Linked DNA regions of Gossypium arboreum: region 2 is linked to region 1. The links are chromatin contacts, called in public Hi-C maps. All regions are on one chromosome and are shown on one strand. The core of a region is the stretch at or near the end of the contact, and the rest is flanking DNA. Distances in the headings are between cores, read along the strand shown.

The links. Hi-C and Micro-C count contacts between places; a contact is called where the count stands out from the background.
Region 2: a Hi-C map of leaf shows a contact between it and region 1, with 4 times the contacts expected there. The contact joins the promoter of LOC108488834 here to the promoter of LOC108465237 in region 1. A contact is called at or near these places in 3 of 5 Hi-C or Micro-C datasets (all in leaf).

The regions. Positions count from the first base shown.
Region 1 is chr10:1,622,705-1,627,331 of ASM2569848v2, forward strand. It overlaps LOC108465237, which reads right to left and starts at 2,591. Exons shown (of 14, transcript XM_053019913.1): 1 at 913-2,591; 2 at 711-821; 3 at 384-625; 4 at 71-281. The coding sequence starts at 2,272.
Region 2 is chr10:1,764,567-1,769,193 of ASM2569848v2, forward strand. LOC108488834 (calcium-binding protein KRP1-like) reads left to right here and starts at 2,323. Exons shown (of 1, transcript XM_017793116.2): 1 at 2,323-3,013. The coding sequence starts at 2,528. The coding sequence ends at 2,863.

The sequences.
Region 1 (4,627 bases), core at 1,341-3,840:
TTTTATCAGTTAAAATCACAAGTTTTCAGTACAAAATTTAATGAAAATTTAGGCATGATTAGGAACATACCAAAAAGAATATAGTCCAAGCTTTTATTAGGCATGTATTCATAAATCAACATCTTTTCATCCCCTTCAATGGAACAGCCTAATAGTCTAACAAGATTCCTATGTTGCAGTTTAGCAATCAATATAATCTCATTTTTGAACTCTTCTAGGCCTTGCCCTGACTGTCCCGAAAGCCGCTTTACAGCTATTTCTTGGCCACCGGGTAGCTCTCCCTGGTGATAAACGTAAACAGTAAGTGTTATTACAGTCAATCCGATCTATGATAATAACTTACACATTATAGTTTTGCAATTAGTTGAAGAAATGAAATTCACCTTGTATACGGTACCGAAACCTCCGTGTCCAAGCCTGTTTGCTTCACTAAAGTTCTTCGTTGCAGCTGCCAAACTACTGAAGTTAATGACGGTTAACTCCGGTTCGTTAACTTGACTCCCGTCTATAAGTATGTCAACTGGTCCTCCTGATAGATCTGCTGAAAATTCTTTGTTCTTGGACTCGTTAATAACCGCTACGTCATCCTCCTTGCAACACGGCATCGATGAAACTACAGGCAAACCTAAACGAAAAGAGTCCGAAGAAAACAAATTAATACCCTGACCTGAAATGGACATAGATGACCTTTTTTGAAGGAGAAAACTCACCTCTAAGCTGCTTCTTGTATCTCCATAGTAACCATATGGTGACCACCAAGAAGCATGCCCCCAACACAGAGATTATAATTATCACAATGTTGGATATCTTCCGACTGCCATCTACGATAAGAAGCCGAAAAAGAATGGTGTTAATCTATCACAAAAGTTGTACAAGATGTAGTAACTGCAATAAAACTTCTAATGAACATACCTAATTCCGAACGATGGACGCGGTAGAAGAATTGTAAATTTGCAGCTTCATCCAAATGTTGAAGATCAACCAAATCCCCTTCCCATGTCATACATCCAATTCCAGAAATAAACGCATACGCGGTACACGAACAATTCCCCAAGCAACTTGTTTCACAAGCATCTATATTACCAGCAGACAACAACAAGTTTGACGAATCAGGTAACTTTACGTGCTTTAATCCTTTAAACCCATCTTCCCCTGCACTACCATTAGTCCTCTGGCACTGCAATTCGATCCGCCGTTCGCAACCACCCGACCAATTCCCTTTACTCCATTGATCTGGGGACTTTGGCCTAAACCCATCTATACAACTACATTTCACAGCTTCAAAGTTATCACAAGTAGCATGGTTACCACAATGGTTATACAGGTCACATACATTACCCGGATCCGGCTGTGTCTGCATAACGGTCCACATTTTCCGATCATCGTCCCACCTCGATTGTTGTTCCCTTCCATCCCAAGTTAACCTAAACCTCAACAAATCGGAAGGGCTTGAAGGATCATATGTGAAATATTGTGTCCTATTTTCATCAGGTTGTGATAACTTAAACCCATACAAGAAACTAGCAATATCACTCATGTTAGGTATCCCTGTAAAGATCACTGAATTCCATTGCCCACTTCTCCATCTTCTTCCCTTATTTTGATCCCATATAATAATTTGTGGACCACCATTAGGATCAACACCCATAGTGAAATTCCCTAACGAAGGATCATTACTTGATTTCCATGATCTAAAAACATGAAACTCACCTATTAATGAACTTACTGGTGCTCTCATACCAGGCAAAAATGTATCAGTTGGATGTTCAAAGCTTTGCCAATGAACTTTACTTGTATCAGTGTTTGATAACACTAAATTGCCTGTATCCCTGAGAATTGCTGCTGTGTTGTTTGATAAACCTGTAAGATTAGATGACCAAACCAAATTAGTGTTCCCATTAAGAACAACTAAGTTACCATCAACCCCAATCCTTAAAACACCATTCTTGGTTGGTATTGGGTTGTCTCTATTTGCAACCCATACAACTGTTTTCACATCAACCCTATACCAAATTCCAACATATCTGAAAGTTGAGTTTTCAGGACTGAAAAACCCTAGTTCAAATGTTTCATTTTCAGACACTAAACTATCGCCGCCATCTGCAACACTTTCTCCTTGTCTGATTGTATCAACAGCACAACAAAACTGAGCAAAATACAGAACATAGATCAATGAAACCAGAAAACCAGAAACTGGGTTTTTCATGTTGGTTTCCATAACATGAGAAAAGCAGAGATTTTGAACAACAACAACAAAAAAAAAAAAAAACATGCGAAGGGTTTTAAGAGACTAAAAGTATATGCTGCTCACACACTGTAACAAACACGTTTGTGACAGGATTTATTCGGTTTGAAGTTTTGACCAAAAAGGAAAACTATTGAACGAGGAATCACAAAGGTTTGTACGGTTAGGTAATTAGACAAGAAAATTGACATACTTTTAAGTTCTATACCACATGGCTTTGACAAGCTCGAATCTTTTTTTTTTTTTTTGAGGCAACCACCATTGTTGTTTATCAATCTTAGAAGCAATAAATTCATAATGAATATGAGTATAGATACAATGGTTTTGGGTTAAAATATTTTACACATTACACCATGTGCTGACAAGCAACATGTCAGAGTTGGTTGTTTTAGAGTTGGTTAACTTATGTCATAGGTACTTGTACTTTGCACAAATTCGAAATTTAATCCTTATACTTATATTTTTAGGGATTTAATCCCTTTCATTTCAAGATTCAGGTTTTGTTAAATTGGTTAGTGTGACATTTTGAAATAAAAAAAAAACTCACTTGTAGCAATTTAACTAAAAATAACATTGTAATGAATTTGAATTTTGAAACTTGAAAAGTAAAAGAGTAAATTCTTAGAAACAAAAGTAATTGAACTAAATCCGAATTTATGAAGAGTTCAAATACTTTAGCATATTTTAACTTTTAGAGTTTTATACATCTTTGTACTTTTAGACTTTAAAAACATATTACTTCTTGTTTGATTTGAGTACAACACAATTACGATGTGAGTGAAAATATAAAATAAAAAATCTTGATAATAATATAATTTATTTTATAAAAATAAGTTTTTGATAATTTTCTAACTAAGTTGAGACTCAATTAATGGGTGAAAGTCACATAATGAATGACATTATTATAGTATAATTTTATTCAAATTTAACAGAACTTGGTTAACCTTCGACTTCAATTTTAGATTAAACAACCAAAGACATTAACTTCTTGGAATTAAGAGTAGAAAGAATAAATTTAAAAAATTCAAAGAGTTAGGGACTAGAGGAAAAATTAGACCCTTTTCTCTACCTCGATTTTCTAAAATAGTCAGATGGGATGCAAATATAATACTATGCCGTCAAAGGACCAAATAAAGTGGAATTATAAGCTTCCAATAATATTAAATAGAGAGAGAACAAATTGCTTTTAATAGTTAAAAAGAAAACAACAAAATTAAAGGAGATAAGAATAAACTTCAATTAGTATAATGATTTTTTTTGTGCTAAAAGAAAAGTAACTGTTAATGCAATTAAACAATTTGAAGGTGGCTGGCAGCTGTTAATTTCAAAATGGGCTGCCTTTTTTGGAGGTCGCAATTGGACCTATATGATTTGGTGAAAATACTATAAACACCCTTCAATTATTTCACTTACTTTATTTTTTACCCCCTATCTTTTGGTAAAAATATCATAAACATCCTTCAATCATTTTACCCTTTAAGGTAAAATATTGATGTTGAATGCAATGGAAGATATATAAAAAAAAGTTTACTTAAAATAGGTAAAAAAAGGTTAGGAACACTTTTTTTTTTTTTGGAAGGAAGAACCATTATTTAGAAAAGTCTTTAAATCAATCACGTGAAAGATATTTTTATATTGAAGTTGACAAAAGTAGCTGCAGCCACCATATGGGACCCTTTTTTTCTGCCTTGTGCTTGGACTATCTGGAATGGAATGGACCCATTGAAGGGATTCTCAAGCTCAGTCCTTGAGGTTCCATGAAATTTCTGGTTATAGGCTTTTAAAGAAAAAAAAAAAAAAGGAGAGAGGTTTTAGTTAGATATAAACCAAGACTAGTATGGGACATTGATAAAGGGTTAAATTGTCTTTTAACTATATATACTCAGAATTTGATTTTAGTCCCTATGCTTTGTTTTAGTATAATATGGCCTTTCATTTTTATAATGTTGTTAGTTAATTAAAATAATTAATATAATTAATTGTTATGATTAAAATGAGGATATGGTTTTTCTTTTTTGAAAACACCATTCTACAAAAAATCATGTTTGTGTGATGAGTTAAAATGAATGTTTATAAGAAAAAATGTCAATATTTTAAATAGTTAATTGTATTAACAATTTTTCAACTTGATCAATCAACTTTTTGGATTCACATTAGTCTTAAAATTTGGTAAAATTTTCCTATTTGATCTCTAAACTTGAATTTTGTTAAAGTATGATGATATGACACTCTAAAATTATATAACTTCGTCACTTGAAAATTTTACATGAAATTAAAAAAATTAAAAAGTATAAATTTCTTTACAATTTTAGATTTTTTAAAATTAAAATTTTTATATGATGACGTGACATAACTTCAAAATATCATGTCATCATATCTTAA
Region 2 (4,627 bases), core at 1,073-3,572, 140 kb after region 1:
GGTTATCATATGTACTCATTTTCATTTTTACATTTCTTACAAACGTGGGATTACTCAACATTACAATTTATATAAGGTTTAGATTAAAAAGGAGGATGAAGGTTCGCACAATGGTATTGAAAGCCTCTAGGAGATTGATCTCAAGGAAGTGGTGGGATTATTCAATTGTTTTGTTATTAAGAGTTATATAATGTTTTGTAGATTGAATTTTAGTTCGATTAGCATGGGTATTGTTGTTAATGTAAGGGACATGGGTACGAGTGTGTTGAAGCGCATTTTCTTTCAATTTATGGGTTAGAAATGAACTATGAGTAGTTCTAAACATTATGAGAAAAAACTAAATATAATCAGAACCTAGAATGAAATTATTCAAAAAGAATTATATATTGATCCGAAATACAAGGTCTTATTCTTTTAAAGAGGATTAGCTAGTATGGTACCATAATTAGAATTTCATTTAGGCCTTATTGGTCTTTGAAATTGAAAATTCTTTAAAGATCTATAAAATTTTTCATTTTGACTTTTAATATTTTATAATTTAGTTACAACCCTATTTATTTTCATTATACTAATTTATAAAATTTTCCATGGAACTCTCATATGAAGTTTCTCATTATTAACCGGATTAACAAGCATCATTCTACCCCCAATTAATTTCATGGTCAATGTACATAGAATCACCCAAAGGAAATTACCTGAAATCTGAAAGCATTACCCTTAGGTTACAAATATATATAAATACAAAACAAATTATAAATATGTTAAAAGCAACTAGGAGAACCAATTTAATACCTAAATATAACATGATAAAATCTATCCATAATTATTACGTATAATAAATCTTAAATTTTGATGGGTCTCATTTTTTTACCAACAATAACAAAACATTATTTGTGAGAATTATAATTCCTTAATTAGACATTACCATCATCATAGTCTATAAACTATATATAAAAGAAAGGTCCTAAGGTCTTACATTACATCGGTTTAAGTTAAGCTTTTTTTTTACATGATAAAATAATGGTTAAATTTCAACTATGATCCGTCTACTTTTTGAGATTATATAATAATGGTTAAATTTTAGTTTTGATCCTTATACTATGCTCAACATTTAATTTTTATACTTTAATTTTTACATAATTTGGTACCTTAACTTTCACAATGTCATTAATTAGCCTAAATACTTTGTTCTAACTAAAATGTTGATGTGACTTTTAAGAATTGTTAAATCGTTAAATTTTATTTGTTAAATTTAGTTATTTAAGTCCATTATAATGTCATCTTTTTTATCACATGGCTACTAAGTGAGGTTTTTATTTTTTTTCAATATGCTATAACAACAAAAAATTTTAACATTGTTAACAATAAAACTTAAATTTTAAATTTAAAAATAAAAAATTAAATTCTTAAAAATAAAAATATAAAACAAAATGATAATCTATTACCCAAAATAATAATAATGATAATCAGTGGACCAACCTAATGATTGATTATCTTTAAAGCTTATAAATATAATCACAATTTGGAAGGTGTGAGAATATTTGAAAAGATATTTTTCGACTATTCTTATTCCCATGGTACATATCCTTAGCAGCAGTGCTTTTCATGCTGAGAGGAAAGCGACTCATCTAACTTATTCGAAGTAGGATTTTTTAAATATATAAAAAATTTATCAGTCAAATTATGTTAAATTTTGAAATAATCCTAATACCTTTACTATGTTAAATTTTGAAATTTTAAAATTTCTTATCAATGTGCAAGAGGAATTTCTCATCAATGTGTAAGGGCGAAAAGAGGGGAAAGAAAAGGGCAAGCAAACCCCCAAATCCCAAAATTTATAAAATCATAAGTTAATATATAGTAAAATTATAGTTTAGCCCTAAGAAAAATTTCTGGCTTCAACCCTATCAATGTGAATAGCAAATGGTGTTAGCAACTTAAACTAACTAATAATCTTATAAAAATAGTACCAATTTAGATTAAATTAAAATATAAAAATTAAATCTCAAATTTTTACCCAATCAACATTACCATAACCAAATTTTATACCTAGTACCACTTATGGAAAACGCATAAAACTAGGTTTCGTGTGTTTCCCTCCCAACACATTCGCCAATTCACTTCAAAATTCATCAATAGGTGACACAATCTGATGATGATAGTGACGTGCAAAGTCCGATTATGTACACATTTGCTAGTGGCTCAAAACTAGACAAACAAATGTTGTCCAACTTCCAAGCAAGCAATTACACGTATAAATCCAAATCCTTTTTTAAGAATAAATACCGTCGTCACCAATTGGTACCTCCCCCCATGCAACTTCGAGGAAAGAGAACGTTTTCAAAACGAAGCCGGCCATGAACTTATATACCCCCCACCAACAAAACGCCGCCTGCAACAACCTTCCTCTTACCTGTACATTCATTGTCATCAGCAATCCTTTTCTTATATACATGAAGTTATAAATACCCTACACGCCTAGTTGCCTAAATAGCATGCACTTGAAAATTTCTCAAAAAGAATAAACATGGCAGATGCTATTGTGTTCGAGGATTTCTTCCCTGCCATGGTGGATAAGTTAGGTGCAGAAGGGTTTATGAAAGAGCTATGCAATGGGTTTAGGTTGTTAATGGATGGGGAGAAAGGGATGATAACATTTGAGAGCTTGAAGAGGAATTTGGCTTTGTTAGGGTTACAAGATATGGATGATGATGAAGTGGTTTGTATGTTGAGGGAGGGGGATTTGAATGGTGATGGTGGGTTGGATGAGATGGAGTTTTGTACTTTGATGTTTAGGTTAAGTCCTGCTTTGATGAAAAGTTCAAAGAGTTTGCTTGAAGAAGCTTTGGTTACTGAAATGTAACCCTTTTTAATTGTAGCCATTGTTCTTTGTTTTAGGGCATTGTTTTGCTATATTTGTCTATGATGAAATCAAACGTCTCTTTTATTTTTATTTTTTTCATGATGTAATAACATAATACAGAGAAATATATTATCGGAATTTAAGATAAAATTTTTATATTTTAATTTGACGAAATTTGATTTTCTTATTACTTTCTACGATGTTATTAGTTAATAATCATATTTAAATTAAAATATATATAATTCGCATATAAATAAACTAAACATCCATTCATAATAATTACGCATGATGTAACCATGGAATGAGTTTGTTTTAGAATTTCAGTTGCTTCTACGCTTTGATTGAAAAATTCAAAGTTAGAAAAAGAACAAACCGCAAATGGACAAAGGAAGAAAACAAATTAACAAAGATACATATGAGACATCTTTGGTTGTTTTCCACATTCTTGGGGCCAATATTGAGGATTGAAATGAAACATATATCTTACTTGTAACCTCGGATCCTGTTTAGTTTTAGACTCAAATGCTAGATATATAAGGAATTTCTGAAATGAAAAATAAAAGACGAATATAGAGAAAATAAAGGATGGGTTATTCGAGGTTAGGCTAATTGTTGCAAATATTGCTAATTGGTTCTATCATGACCCAAAAAAGCCATAAGTTTAATTTAGACTTGTTAGTAGAATTCACTTCATACCGATCTCGACTAAGTTTTATCTCAATTAGCAAAGATATTATTGTCAATGTAAGAGGACGTGAATTAGAATACACTCAAGTGGATTATCTTCCTATTTATGGATTGGGAGGGACTATGGATAATTCTAGAAATTGTATTAAAAAGAGTAAACATGATCAAAACCTATCACTGAAATCAATTAATATAGGTTTTTAAAATTTTCAGATTATCTTGAGTTTGAATATTTTGAGTTTACTCTTTTGGTTCAAGTTATTTTGGATCATTAGTCCAAATTATTTTAAATTTGAGTCATTTTGATTTTAAATTATTTAGGATTAGTGTCATCTTTGGGTTTAGGTTAAACCTACTTTGATATATAATTACTTGTGCAATTTAAATTTACTCAATTAACCTTCAAATTTTCTCATTACTTCAATTATTTGAAATTACAACATTAAAATTACTATCTTAATCATTTCACACAATAACTTTATATTGAAGTTTTCGACAAATTTTTGAATTTATATGAAAATTATTTTTAATAACCAATACTTAATATCGCATAATATAATACTAATCATTTTATTGGTATCGTAATTGTATTTTCAAAAAAGGTAATATTATATCATATAAAAATATTGAATATTAATAGGATCATTTAACCTATAAAATATTTATAAATCTAATAACTTTTAAACATTCAGTTAGATTGATCTTCATTTTAATCTTAATTTATTTTATCTACACAAATTACATTTAATTTTAAATATAATACACAAGGATCCATATATCAAGAAATTTTCTCATTGTGGGGTTCTTGGATTCAGTGGGCATGAAGATGGTGTAGTGTTGTTGTCGGATTAGATGATGGAGTATATGCAACTAAAAGCATGTGATTTCATGTACATGAAGAACAAAAAGCTAGAAAAAGGAAGTTACATGCATCAATTTTGGACAGCACACAAGTGATTTTATTGAGATTCCAAATCCGAAGGTTGTATTGGAAGAAAATTTGCGTAAATTGTGACTCTTAACAAATGGTGATACTATAATCATCCGCCATATGAACAGAAAGATTTATATGAACGT